Regions from separate parts of the Mus musculus genome. Here region 1 is linked to region 2. A link is a contact called in public promoter capture Hi-C data. All regions are on one chromosome and are shown on one strand. The core of a region is the stretch at or near the end of the contact, and the rest is flanking DNA. Distances in the headings are between cores, read along the strand shown.

Region 1 (4,109 bases), core at 1,110-3,609, 190 kb before region 2:
AGATGAATGTTGCAGCTTTTTCTCATATGTAGAATCTGGGTTTAAATGTGTCTGTGTGTGTGTACATAAATGGCACAAATGTATAAAGGAAGATGGTAAAGGAAGATGGTAGGAACCAGTGAAAGGGAGTAATGAGGGGTAGATATGAGCAACCTATATGACAGACATGTGTAAAGAGGTGATGATGGAACTCATTATTACTATGCTATTAGTATCAAATAAAAACCTAGGGGCTGGGATTGTAGCTCCGCACTAGAGCACAGGTCTCACATGCAAGTAGTAGACATACTGGCTCAAATAAGGTAGTTCACAGAAACTTCTAAGGAAAAGGAGAATGTGCCTTGGAACCCCTATATGGAATGTGTCCATGATTTTGTATTGTTAAGTAGCTTGGAGCTAACAAGTAACAAACTCTACCCTTAGAAGGGCCTGAAACCCTCGAGGAAGCTGTAAGTGGACAGATATAGAGGTAGGAGAGGGCAAGTGACTGTGCTGGCTAGTCTTATGTCAACTTGACACAAGCTGGCGTCATCTGAGAAGGAAAGCTCAGTTGAGAAAATGCCTTCACCAGGCTGACCCTTGGGTAACCCTGTGGTGCACTTTCTTGTTTGATGATTGATATGAGTAGGCCCGGCTCATTGTGGGTGGGGCCACCACTGGGCTGGTGGGCATGCTACAAGAAAACATGCTGAGCAAGCCATTGGGAGCAAGCCAGTAAGCAGTTCTCCTCCAAAGCCTCTGCAACACCTGCCTCTAGGTTTCCTATCTGAGTTCTTGCTTACAGCTTGGACTACATGCTGTAAGATGAAATAAGCCTGGGCTGCGGAGATGGCTCAGCGGTTAAGAGCACTGACTGCTCTTCCAGAGGTCCTGAGTTCAAATCCCAGCAACCACATGGTGGCTCACAACCATCTGTAATGAGATCTGATGCCCTCTTCTGGTGTGTTGAAGACAGCTACAGTATATTTACATATCACAAGTAAACCTTAAAAAAAGAGATGAAATAAGCCCTCTCTCCTGAAGTTGTTTTGGGTCACGGTGTTTTATCACAGAAATCAAAGAAGCCCTAACTAAAACATCTACTATGTCTTAAGCATGGACAGGTACACTGGCATTTCACCTTTGGGAATTTTGAAGGTTGGACACCTATGGGTCAGATGCAGCTAAGTTTTCAACTGACGCCTTTATTTCTATAAAATAAACACTGGTTGTTTAGAAAGCAGTTTGGTGATCACATTATCTGCTTCTGTCCTGAACATGAGGGAGGATTCCTGATCTTCAGGTCGTTTGTAGCAAATATTTACTCGGCTCAGCATTAAGGGGCTCAGGGAACACAGGTCCATTGCCACTACCGTGGGAGTTCAGCAATCTAACAATCGAAGAGCACTTTACTTGGTGTCTGGAGTCAACTGCCAACTGCAATGTTAACCTTTTCAGCCTCTTATCCTTCTGGGTGTGCTCTGTATTTGGCTTCCAATTAAAATGATTTCCTCACCTTGAGTCTGTCCTTTGGACTTTCCAAGGCCAATTCCCTGAAAGATCTTTGTTAAGCTATTTGCAAACCAGTCTGGGGTATGCTGCCAGGATCGCACCCTGCTGGTAGGTACCTCAGTCTGGGGTATGCTGCCGGGATCGCATCCTGCTGGTAGGTACCTCAGTTTTCTCTGGCTCTGAAGACATTGTTCAAAGCAGTGTCAGGTCTAGGTAGTGAAGTTCACAGAACTTGACACAGAACCCCTCAGCCACCAAGATAAATGAATTTCATGTATAATGTGATGTTTTAAAAACTCAAAACCAATGCAAAAATCCTTGGATTGTTAATGTTAAGAACTTGACAGACAGGGATCCCATCCTGTACTAGTATGACCTTGGTTCATGTACCTCACTGTAATTCCAGTCCTGGTTCTACAATTAATTTTCGTTACAAAAATGGGTGAGTGAACTGCAGACCTTAAGTGTGTTTGAATGAAATCGATTAACATACCATTAGATATTTATCTCGATTCCTTAAGTTTGGGGAGGTTTTGTCTGTCTGAATCGTCTTCACCCTAGGCCTGGGTTGGTTTTTCTTGTTTTTTGTTTGTTTGTTTGTTTGTTTGTTTGTTTGTTTTGCTTGTCTTGTCGTTTGGGCACTTATCTTCACCCTTCCTCGCTATTCCCTGACACTTCTTAGGGTCCAGGTCCCCCAGTTGTAGGTACTCCTTGCAGCCTTTTCTTACTCTGGCCTGATCAGGTGCCAAGGGCAAGCGAGGCTGACAGGGCGACCTCCCAGGCTCCTCCCGCGTGTCCCGAGCCACTCAGCAGCTCTGCCATTCCGCGCGCCAGTACTGGGCGCCCGCCTTGGCCCGCCCCTTACGCCGGCAGCTCACCGCCTGGCTGCCGCTATATAAGTCGGCCATTTGCTTTGCTCCGCCCCAGAGCCCGGGAGTCAAAGCCGGTTGTCAACCCAGCCCTGTCCCGCACTCGCCTGCCTCTTCTTTTTTTGCTTTCAACATGACAGATGCCGCTGTGTCCTTCGCCAAGGACTTCTTGGCCGGTGGAGTGGCCGCAGCCATCTCCAAGACAGCGGTAGCACCCATCGAGAGGGTCAAGCTGCTGCTGCAGGTACGTTCTGAGATCGAGGGGCCCAGGCAGGAAGTAAAGGATCTGCACAGAAAGGGGGTACCCTAGCGGAAAAGTGGGGCTCAGTCTTTAGATTTGGGGGCAAGGTGAAGGCCGGGCCTAGCCAGTGTCAGATCGAAAGGCAACCGGGAGGAAGGCGCCTTTAAGGACCTGGAGTTTGAGTGTCGCAAGTGGTCGGGACCAGAGGGACCAGAGGCGCTCAGGGCCATCCCCGGCACAGAGAACTAGGATGGGGTTGCCCGAGAGGCTCTGTCTAGCCCGGATTTAGAGGCAAGGGCAATAGGCCTGAAAGCAGGCGCTGGAAAACAGAGTACCTGGCCTGACCGAAAACCTCAAGGTCACGGCAAGGAGATTACAGCTTTGGGCAGGCCACGCGGACCGGTTCTGCGGCCACGCAGCCGGCGAACAACGCGGTGTGGGCTCGCCGGCCGGCAGGCCGGAAGTGGACGCCGGGAAGAGCATGTGCCGGCTACGTCCGCCCCCGCGCAGCCCCTCGCCAGCCTTCCTGCCGCGCGCTCGCCGCGCACTGCCTCTAGGGGGCGCTCGCGGGCGAGCGTTTAGTCGTCGTCACCGCCACCCCTCCCGACAGGAGTGGGGGTGGGGCGGAAAGGGAGCAGCTCCGGAGACTAGAGAAGTTGACTGGTCACCAAGGTGACCGTGTCCTATGCAGGTCCCACCCTAATGCTTCTGAACCTGATCTGGAAGGAATGACCTTTCTTCCTGGTCTAAAGGTCATAGGTACGCTTGAGGGTGCCTCACTCACAGAAGTCGAGACTTACTACTTCTGATGGTGCTGCTCAATTCTTAAACACTTCCCCTACGCCCCCCAGTAGTGTCAGCAGTTAGAATTGTCCAGCTCATGTGATTCTGAAAGCTAGATTTGGAGAAAGGGGAACGAACCTTAACGATTTTATGTGTGTGTTCTTCCCTTTCCCCTTCTCTGTGATTATAACTGTCCCTATTGCCTTCTTCCTATCCATCAGGTGCAGCATGCCAGCAAGCAAATCACGGCAGATAAGCAATACAAGGGCATCATAGACTGCGTGGTTCGTATCCCCAAGGAACAGGGAGTCCTGTCCTTCTGGCGTGGGAACCTGGCCAATGTCATCAGATACTTCCCCACCCAGGCTCTCAACTTTGCCTTCAAAGATAAATACAAGCAGATCTTTCTGGGTGGTGTGGACAAGAGGACCCAGTTCTGGCGCTACTTTGCAGGGAACCTGGCATCAGGTGGTGCCGCTGGGGCTACATCCTTGTGCTTTGTGTACCCTCTTGATTTTGCCCGTACCCGTCTAGCAGCTGATGTGGGCAAAGCTGGAGCTGAAAGGGAATTCAAAGGCCTTGGTGACTGCCTGGTTAAGATCTACAAATCTGATGGGATTAAGGGCCTGTACCAAGGCTTTAATGTGTCAGTACAGGGCATTATCATCTACCGAGCTGCCTACTTTGGTATCTATGACACTGCAAAGGGTAAGTTTGCTATTTGC
Region 2 (3,906 bases), core at 1,177-3,676:
GCAGAGAGACAAATGACACATAAATAAGAGCTTCGCTGGCTTGAGGGAGGGAAGCATGGAGAGTGACGTCAGTTTTCCCAGAGACCCACTTATCATGATAACAAAGTCTCAAATGCTCGGTCTGCTCCAGAATTTGCCATACAATTATGTTTTTCAGTTTACAATGTGGTAAGGCCAGCCAGAGCAAAGTGGAGCCACCCCAAAGCAAAATCAAGGGACACCCCCAAACCACCCCCTTGCTGCCCTCCCCATCTGCAGAACAAAGGTGATCTCTGGATTGTTGGAGTTGTGCCTAAGGTGAAGCAACCTTCTGGAATCTTCTCCCTCACCATCATCAGCCTTGCAATCCTAATCCAGGCAAGGGAGACTGGTGAGGTGAGGGCAGGTCAATGCAAATTCATTAAAGCAAGAAAAAAAATCATTATAGTGTTGTGGGTTTTTTGTTTTTGTCACTAAGGATAGAGCAAGTATAAGCCAGGAGATGGATTCATCTTCTTAAAACTATAGCATCTTTAGAATGCAGATAAGAAAGTCACCCTGGTTGTCCTCAAAACACTAGAAGCAACAAATATCACAGCATCAATCTTGAGAAATCTCTCAAATTCCATCATTGTCAAGCAGCGTCTCACAACTGCCTCTACCTTCTACACCATGGCTGCATAAGGCTGGGCTGTACACGGGGTGGATTAGGTTTCGAATAAACCACCCCGTCCTTCCAAAGCCAGACAGGAAATGGAATAAACTTCTTTATCTGTAGAGAAAATGCTATCAGATTGGAGACTCAGATTTAGACAACAAATCAATTGCAATTACACCAACTCCCCAGAGGCTGCTCCCCACCCCCTCCTTTTGCACAGGAGTCTCATTGCACAGGCTGTTCATAAATGGGAGGTTACAGGGTTATCATTTTTCATCCAGCAGTATTTGGGGTAGTGGGCTATGCCTGGCTGCCTTCTACCTCATTCTGCTTCAGCTTATTGTGCTGATGCGCTGGTGGAATTGTCACCACTTTTCATCTTTGTAAGCAAACTTCAGACCTAAAACAAACAAACATGGAACCTCGGGTTCCTGGGTATGATTTCTCTGCACATCCCAGGCTGGAAAACTTTAGTTTTTTAAGATGATTTTTTTTTTCCTCCAGAGTTGATCGCTACCGAAAGAGAGAACACTGCTTCTGCAAGTCTCACACTGTTCTCGTTGGTCTCTACAGAAAGATGTTAGCGCCACAGGTTTTAGCATATAAACCCATGTACACTGAACCCAAGACCGACGCTCAGGGAACCGTCCAGGAACGTGCCAAAATACCCAACCAGCCACCTACAGGCTGGGATAAACTGCATCCCTCCCTCCCTTCCACAGATACACAAATGGGACCCCGTGGGACACAGCACAAGTGGACACAGCATTGGAACACAGGGACACACACCGTAGAGGTGAGCACACAGAAACAGGCCAACTCATTTAGGGTCACATAACCCTGCCACGGGGAAGGCAGGAGGGCGCGCATGCACATATATGCGCACACGCTGATACCCATACAGACGCAGTCACGTATATAATGCATATGGAGAAACCCTACTCCAGCTAGTCACCTCCCCGCCCCCCTCACCACACTCTGCCTTAGGTCCCGGGCTACCCCCCAGCTCCGCGCCCCTCTATCTGAGCAAGCTGGAGTCCCAGCAGGCAGCTGTGGCAGGGGCGCTCCCAAGCTAAGAGGACAGGGGCCCCGGAGGGCTCCAGACCCATGCTGCCATTCATTCGGCAACGCCCCAGCGGCGGGGCCGCAGCTGCAGCAAGGGAGGCGGAGGCGCTCACTGCAGCTCTCTCCGGCGATGCAAGTTCAGCTGCCCGCCAGTATGCTTCTCCAACCCTCCCGCCCCCCCACCCTCCCGCCAACACAGGTCTCCAGGACATGCTGCGGGGAGAGTAGACTGAGCCGCTGACCCCAGGAGCAAAAAGTCCCGCCTTGCCTCTTTGCTCCTGGATGCTACCCCATTGCCCTCCTCGTGGTAGTGGTGGTAGTCGAGCCGCAACCAAGTCTGCTCGGCCGTCCCCAGCCCCACACCCTCAACCCCTAGCCCGGGGACTGGTATCCAAGCCCTACACTCACCACCTGGCGAGCTATATCGGCCGCTGCCATCGCTCCTTGGTCCGCCAGGGCTGCTTCGGGTGCCTCCGCAACGGGAGCTGCTGCACAGGAAACAGAAGAGCTCCTCCGACAAAGAGAAAGTGTTACACTTCGGGCGCGACCAAGTCTGGTGGAGGGAGGTGCCAGGGAGGGGCCCCCTCACCGCTGCTCCAACCCCAACCTCTCCTCTATCACCCACCCCCTCAGAGTAGGTGTGGGGAGGGGACGGATTGGCCGCGCTGCCTTCCCCTAGGGCGAGCCCAGTTCCAGTTCTCTCTGCAACCCGAGTCTCGGCCTCTGTGAAGGGGGCGGGGGCTCCCCTCGGTGACCACGTCCTCCGCCCCCCCCCCTCCCTGCCGCTACTGGGCTCCGTGGTACGTCCCGACCTCTGCTGAATTGTCACACACACACACACACACACACACACACACACACACACACACACCCTGTTTTCCTTTACATCCCTGAGCCCCCAGACCTGAGGCTGGAAGGGTGTCCTGGCTCCTCCCCCTCCTACTCTTTGCTCCTAGGCTGAGATCTGCAGTCCGCTTTCTTTTCCCAGCCCCCATAACCTCTTGTGCTCCCAACTGAGAACCCTGGGTGCCTGGGTGGGAGCATTGGTCTCTGGAGTGTCAGTGCTTTCCCGTAGTCTACCCTAACTAATCCTGTTATCTCCTTGGGTTGGGGAGGGGCGGTGGCAGGACAGGGGTTGCAGCACCTGCAGCGCCACCACATTACAGCTTAGAAATGGAGCATTAACTGGGGAGCTGCAGTGCAGCCCCACAACTGAGCTGGGACTTGTGGAGGACATCGCTCCTGTCCTGAGGTGCAGTAGGAGCCCAGCTCTCCACTACTGTACCAAATAGAAACTGACGTCACTGGTCCCACTCTGGTCCCTCCTCTCAGTATGAACAGGGCGAACAGGGATGCAGAACATCCCACCTTTTAGGTTAGAAGCCAGAAGGGAGTCTAAGAATGGGAACTGAAGGTCTCTAGCTCTGTTGAGGCAGATGCAGATACAGGAGGGGTAATCATTCTGTCCAGTTCCAATCGTTCCTCAATACTTATTCATCCCAGGACCATATGGCTGACCTGGGACAGCTCATAACATCCAAAGGCTAGAAAGATGCCTGCCTGCTCTCCTTTTCCTCCCAGACAACTGCCATTGGTGGCCCTCTTCCTGGCATGCTTCCCACCTCCCTAGCCTTGGAGTCCACCCCTCTCCTCTTCTCTCTCTCTCTGTCTTGGGATTGGCTTTTTTGTTGGCTCCGTATGATTGATGAACTTGGTGAGATATGGTTTCTCAAAGGCCCAGGAGGCCCCCACTTCAGAACGATAGGATCTTAGGTCTCTCTCCTGAGGAGGGGACAGCAGAAAACAAGAAAGAACCAGGGAGAGGGATCTCACACAAAGACCAGGCCTAGAAAGTATAGGGAGAGCAGAAGCAGGGAACCAAAGTGTCTACAATAGAACTGCCCTGGTCCTGCACTGCACCCAGCAGTGAATGCTTCTCGTGTTCTCTCGGGGACTCTTCAAGTAACCTCTACATCCTGAGCACAAGGACTCTCTGAAACGTGTCCCCAGTGCTGAAAGCAGGATCCCATTAAGTGATCCCTGTTTCATCAATGTTCTAGATACTCAAGAGAGTGGGCTAAAAGAGAAGAGCCTGGAACAGTCAGAGGCCACAGGGTGGGTGACGGTATCAAGGAAGAGAAGCAGCTGTAATTTCTGAGACCCCCAGGACCACTTGGGGGAAGGCCTAGGCCCTGGACTGATGT

What was found. Capture Hi-C pulls out chosen DNA fragments and counts their contacts.
Region 1: a promoter capture Hi-C map of adipose tissue shows a contact between it and region 2. The contact joins the promoter of Slc25a5 here to the promoter of Septin6 in region 2. A contact is called at or near these places in 3 of 39 promoter capture datasets (the SN4741 cell line, hippocampal neurons and pre-B cells), 2 of 484 Hi-C or Micro-C datasets (embryonic stem cells and erythroblasts), 3 of 115 datasets of contacts at active chromatin or transcription factors (effector CD8 T cells, memory CD8 T cells and pro-B cells) and 3 of 9 other capture datasets (adipose tissue, liver and pancreatic islet).

Annotation. Positions count from the first base shown.
Region 1 is chrX:36,793,238-36,797,346 of GRCm38.p6, forward strand. Slc25a5 (solute carrier family 25 (mitochondrial carrier, adenine nucleotide translocator), member 5) reads left to right here and starts at 2,360. Exons shown (of 4, transcript NM_007451.4): 1 at 2,360-2,604; 2 at 3,606-4,092. The coding sequence starts at 2,494.
Region 2 is chrX:36,987,269-36,991,174 of GRCm38.p6, forward strand. Septin6 (septin 6) reads right to left here and starts at 2,427. Exons shown (of 10, transcript NM_019942.5): 1 at 2,111-2,427. The coding sequence starts at 2,140.